Regions from separate parts of the Gossypium hirsutum genome. Here region 1 is linked to region 2. A link is a contact called in public Hi-C data. All regions are on one chromosome and are shown on one strand. The core of a region is the stretch at or near the end of the contact, and the rest is flanking DNA. Distances in the headings are between cores, read along the strand shown. Region 1 holds the start of LOC107899040 (protein OCTOPUS). Region 2 holds the start of LOC107899037 (steroid 5-alpha-reductase DET2-like).

Evidence for each region. A called contact is a pair of places that touch in the nucleus more often than the background predicts.
Region 1: a Hi-C map of leaf shows a contact between it and region 2, with 3 times the contacts expected there. The contact joins the promoter of LOC107899040 here to the promoter of LOC107899037 in region 2. A contact is called at or near these places in 6 of 34 Hi-C or Micro-C datasets (callus, hypocotyl and leaf).

Annotation. Positions count from the first base shown.
Region 1 is chrD04:47,126,205-47,129,455 of Gossypium_hirsutum_v2.1, forward strand. It overlaps LOC107899040 (protein OCTOPUS), which reads left to right and starts at 1,819. Exons shown (of 1, transcript XM_016824638.2): 1 at 1,819-3,251. The coding sequence starts at 2,025.
Region 2 is chrD04:46,980,729-46,983,549 of Gossypium_hirsutum_v2.1, forward strand. It overlaps LOC107899037 (steroid 5-alpha-reductase DET2-like), which reads right to left and starts at 1,251. Exons shown (of 1, transcript XM_016824633.2): 1 at 108-1,251. The coding sequence starts at 984. The coding sequence ends at 208.

The DNA of each region.
Region 1 (3,251 bases), core at 569-3,068, 150 kb after region 2:
TTGTGGGCTATGCTAAAGATGATTGGTGTAATATGTGATGTGCATGGCATGTTTAATAGCCCAATATTCTCCACCATTGTATGCAAACCTATAACATGATACTTTTCAATGTTCTTTGGATTTGTCAAAATTTCTTGGACAACTCAAACTATCATAAACCCAATCAAATTAATGCCACTTGATACAAGAGAAGCATATAAATGATGTGCACATGTTAAAAACATTATTATGCACACTTGCTTCAATTAGTAGTATGATAGTAATCTCTTCCACCTAGTATGATATCTACACAAATTGTAAAAGTAATAAAAGTGATGCATTTAAATTCAATTATGAGGTAATATTGATTATAGTAAATAAATATCATTATAACACATATATTACTAAAATATTTGATTCAATATCAATGATAATCGTATTGCTATAATATTGTTCTTCTAGTAAGGTGTATGGTCACGATAGTCAGGACACCTACTAAAATATGAAATGATAGTACTTAATCATTTAGAATATAATTAATTTATAACATATGTCGCGAATTTTATGTTTTAACAAGAGAGAAACTAAGATTTTGAAAGGCATAGAAGCGCAATCCATGATATTCGACATCTAACATGATTATAAAATCATAAATGAGTCATTTTCTTCATTGTTCCCTATTTTACATGCTTTACATGATGCCTTATAATAGGCATGTCAAAAAAACAGACCCTCAATTGTACGTATTCGCCATTTTAAAATTATATAATAATAGGAGATACATGGTATGAACTAAGTTGTCAGATTATTCTGACATCATCACACCTTTAATCAAGTGAAGAATGTAAGTTCTAGCATGATGTTCAATATCTTCAAGTGTTGGATTCATTGGGAGATGCTTAAATCATCTATTTTACCATTTGACCTTAACTCGAAGTCTAAAGAAATCAGACTTATGGTTAGTAATGTCACATCTTCTAGTGTTATTGTTACTTCTTGTATAGGAGATAAAATGTATGAGTCTCTGGTCTTTATTAGTCAATCAGAGGGAGATGAATGTCGAAATGGACATAGCTTTCCCAAGGCTATCATGATTGAAATCAATGGCTCTTAAGTGACGAATGATTCTACTATCAAATGGATTTACTCCCATATTACTATGACAATGAACCATTAGGGAATCCTCCATTGTTGTAAAATTTTGAGTGACATATCATGGTATGATTGAAAACATCTATTTAGAAAATCTTAAGTATGTATCATAGTATAAAATGTATAAGAGGAATATTTTGGGTTTTCTAAAAATAACTAACGAGTTGGATGGAATATTTATAGGTTTTAAGGTTAGGTTCATTTAGAAGTTTTTTTTAAAGAGGTGGTGAAGTGTATTCAAAGTTTCATTTCTCTTTTCAGATACTCGGATATAAATTACTATTTACATATATAAATTACTATTTAAGGCATGTCAACGTGACACTTTGAGATTATTTCACGTCGTTACTTGGATTTTTTTATTTTTTAATTATATATATTTTAAATTTTTAAGTGATGACATTGTTAAATCTAAGAGTGTCATGTCGTCATATCTCAACAAAATCCAAGTTTAGGGATCAAATTGAAAAAAGTTACCAAGTTCTGGGACTAATGTGGACCAAAAATAGTTTAAGGACCAAGTTGTAAGAATAGTAAAATATAGGGACTAAAAATTTCTTTATCCCTTTTAATTAATTATTTTACAATATTTAAGTGAAAACCCCTAATTAAAGTATATGTGTCATGGGTCACTCGCCTAGATTTTCTTTTATTTATTTATGTCTTTTTCTTTTTACTATTTATCTTTATTTTCTATTTTTTTCCCGTTACTACCATCATTCTGTTTTCTCTTTCTTTCTTCTCACTGTCTGTTGGAGCTAAGGCCCAATCCCAGAGGGAAAGGGGAAACCAAATTAAACAAAAACTAATTTCACTTACATTTTATTTTTTATTTTTATATTTTATTAATTTTCTCTGACTGAAGCTACTAATATGAGAAGAGCGCTCCTCTCATGCCACTACCGGTTATGAATCCCAACGTGGAGCCACCACTTCCTGGGTTAGCACCGCCGCCACAACCGTCTCAGCCTCACCGTCCTTCTACCTCCTGTGACCGCCATCCTCAAGAGCATTTTACTGGCTTTTGCCCCTCATGCCTCTACGAACGTCTCGCTGTTCTCGAGCCTTCTTCTTCTTCTGCTTCTTCTTCTTCTCGGAAACCTCCCATCGCCGCCAGTACTTCAACCGCCACTGCTGCACTTAAAGCCATTTTCAAGCCTTCCGGAGGAGGTGGTACACAATCCGGGTTTTTTCCCGAGCTCCGGCGAACAAAGTCCTTTTCGGCCTCGAAAAACGAGGGTTTCTCTGGTGTTTTTGAGCCCCAGAGAAAATCTTGTGACGTTAGGGCTCGAAACACCCTTTGGTCACTCTTTCATCAAGAAGCAACTGCAAACGGGAGGTCTTCTGAAGTTGCTGAAGCTGAAGCTCGAAATTTGGCTTCTTCGACTGTTGGTCAAGGTCCTGTTTTTGAAAGTAAAGAAGAAGACCAAACTGAGACTGAAACCGATCACAATGACGACATAGTGATCGTAGAAGAACAACCGCCCAATGTGGCTGCTCCTGCTACTAATTTGATAGAAGAGAAAGTTGAAGAAATTGTGGAAGAATACGAAAAGGAACTGTGCCAAGAAGAGGAGCTGAAGCCCATGAAGGATCATATAGATCTTGATTCGCAAACAAAGAACGCTTCTGGACGAGATCTCAAAGAGATTGCTGGGAGTTTCTGGTCGGCTGCTTCAGTCTTCAGCAAGAAATTACAAAAATGGAGGCAAAAACAAAAACTTAAAAAGAGGGGAAATGGATGTGGGTCAGCGAGATTGCCAGTGGAGAAGCCCATAGGGAGACAATACAGAGAAACCCAGTCAGAAATTGCGGATTATGGGTTCGGGAGAAGGTCTTGTGATACAGACCCAAGGTTTTCCCTTGATGCTGGGAGGATGTCATTTGATGCACCAAGGATGTCTTTTGATGCAGCAAGAATGTCATGTGATGATCCCAGATATTCTTTTGATGAACCAAGAGCTTCCTGCGATGGATATCTGATGGGGAGAATGTTCCCAAGAATGCCCACAATGGTTTCCGTTGCGGAAGATGCTCCAGTTCATCATGTTATGAGGTCTGATACTCAGATCCCTGTGGAGGACCCGACGGCTATGAATTCTGTTACTGAGGAGGATGAA
Region 2 (2,821 bases), core at 1-2,500:
ATGTCATTAGATGATAATGGGCAATATTCTTGTACCTGTAAATTTTGCACTTAATTGCAGCCCAATGCTTAGTTTTTTTGTTTATGGTTTGAACAAAGAACAAGATATAACAGAAAAGAAATTCGATTTTTTATTAATCAAACCATTAAAAAGCTACAACTTGATCACCGAATCAATCATATGTGGATAAACACAAATATCAAATCTTCAATATATGAATGGGATCACAGCTTTTCTGTCTTTGGGATAATCGTCCTTAAACTTCTCCAAATACCAAAGCCGGGTGGCACGAGCTCTAGGCATCAGGTTGGCACAAGTGTAGAGAAAGAAGCCAAAACCCACCCAAGACCATGTCATTAACGCCCACCCAAACCACTCCATAATCTCCCCAAAATAGTTGGGGCAACTCACCAACTCAAACAGCCCTCCTCTTGGGATCTTATATCCACCATCACCTTGTTTCTTCAGTCCCACCAACACTTTATCAGCCCAAACATTCACCCACATACCAACTACAAAAATTAACAATCCACCAAGAAACCTCCACCAAAACAGCTCCTCATTTTCATAGTCGTCCTTATAGTGCGACACCCACCTGGCTTGCAAATAACCGTTCAAAAGATTAAACCCAAACGCCATAAAAGCTACACTCACCGGAAAAGCCCTGGTTTGGGTGGTGTTCCTGGAGAGGCGAAGAGGGTAAAGGACGGTGCGGTTGAAGTAGTGAAAGAGAAAGGGGGAGATAAGAAGGAATGATTTAGGGTTGTAGAAATGTTGGCCGGAGGGAAAGAGAAAGAAAGTGAGCCAGAGGGTGGGACTTTCCATGAGGAACCAAGCCAAAGGTGGAGAGATGGTAGGACCCCAACCAGGGCGGTTGTGCTTGCCGTAAGGGGCTTGGAGGAAGTAAAGGCTGATCCATGTTGGTAAGGCGATTATGTAAAGTGTGAGGAGGCAGCAGTGAAAAAGGGTCTGATCGGAGGCCATTTTCTTGTCTTCTCTTTTCTATGTTGAAGATGAGAAAGAAGGATCTGAATCCCAGGTACTGCTACTTAATAAGTGTGAGTACAACTTTTCGGTACTTCGGCTGCCTTACCTATTTGTCCCTCTACCTACACCAATTACTATCACTTAAGGCTAACTTTGCAATTTAATACTGTTTTTCGGTAATAGTATTATCATTCTTTTTCATTTAAAAATTTAAGTAAATTGATTTCTCTAACATCTAAGATTAAAGAGTAAATTAAATTTTTTTGTTGTTAAAAATTTCATTCATCTAATTTTATTGTTAAAAATCGATATGTATATATTTATATGGTAATTAGTTATTTCGTTATCCACGTTAGTTTTAACAGTAAAAATGAATAAATTTTTAATTAAAATAACTAATTTACTCTTTGATTTAATAGATAACGACTGATTTGCTCATTTTTTAGCAAAGGGACAAACTGTAATTTGATTTCTAATGCTTTTTCAAGAAAAAAATATTTTTGAAAAATGTAATTTGTAAATTCATTTTAGTATAATCACATTTGAGTCAAGGTAGTATTCAGGTAAAACTTTCAACAATAACGATTTTAAGATTCAAGCAAATTCAAATCGCGTGCCTCGGAAAGTGCACTATAATTTCTTCTAACCACTTGTTAGTAATGTAGGTTGTTAATTTTGGGGTTTCACATTGCTCTAAAAAATTATTGTGAAAAATTAAAATATTTATTTTAAACACGATATTAGAATAAAAAACAATTTAACTTATGTTATATTTAAATAATTTAATAAATTAATAGATGAAATATATAAATTATTTATAAAATTTAATTTAAACGTATAAACCATAATATTTGTAAGCTCACATATGAGTGGTAAGTTATAACTTCAAAAAACAGAAAAAGTGGTTGCTACGAAATTAAATGGAATAGAAAATGTTGTAATTACTTCCATTAAAGCCAAATAGAAAGTATTTGGGAAAGAATAAATTGAGTGCTTTCATAATTTTATATCTAAAATCCAAAAGGATATATTTTTTAAAACTTTGGTGCTAAAATATTTTTAGTTCCAAGTCTTAACCTTGATTAATATTATTGCAATATAAAAGTGGATTAATAAATTAAATATTTATTTATTTCTAATATTACTCATAATATCTCCCAACTTTTAAATAAGAGAATAATGTGTTTCGGCACACTTGAACATATGTCCTTCTGTATAACGGATAATAATATTGGATAACCTTGAATAAAATTTTTAAATTTAGTATTGCAAATGAATCAAAACCAAATAATAAAGATAAAAGACAGAAAAAAATCATATAAATTATGAATTTTAAGGAGGCCGGGCGAAGGGTATTGAATTGAGTTTAGATAATGAATTTTGTGAATCAAACCCACCTAATTGGAATTATTAAATTTAATATAAAAATATTAATATTTTAAACTATTGAAAAATCCAAAATATGGTTGATGAAGAAAAATAAAAAATTTCATGACGCTAAGTTAATCTAATCCTTGACTAATACGCGTATTACCAATAATACGCGTATTACCGGCTGTATTCCGTCGTTTGGTTTGATGTATTGGTAATACGTGTGTAATCCATTACCTTTCTAATCGGTGAAAACCACCGATTTCTATTCCCCCTCTTTTGCCCAGATTAGCTACCGATTCAGCATCACCTCCCTGATTTACCCTCCCCTGATCCCCTTTGTTTCTCTTCTGTTCCTTCATCTGATTTCCTTCCTTGTTTCTTTGCTTTTCTTTTCTGCCGATTTGCTCCATCCGTTTCTTTTCTTTTCTTTTTCTCTCTGCCACTCTTTCGATTGCCTTCT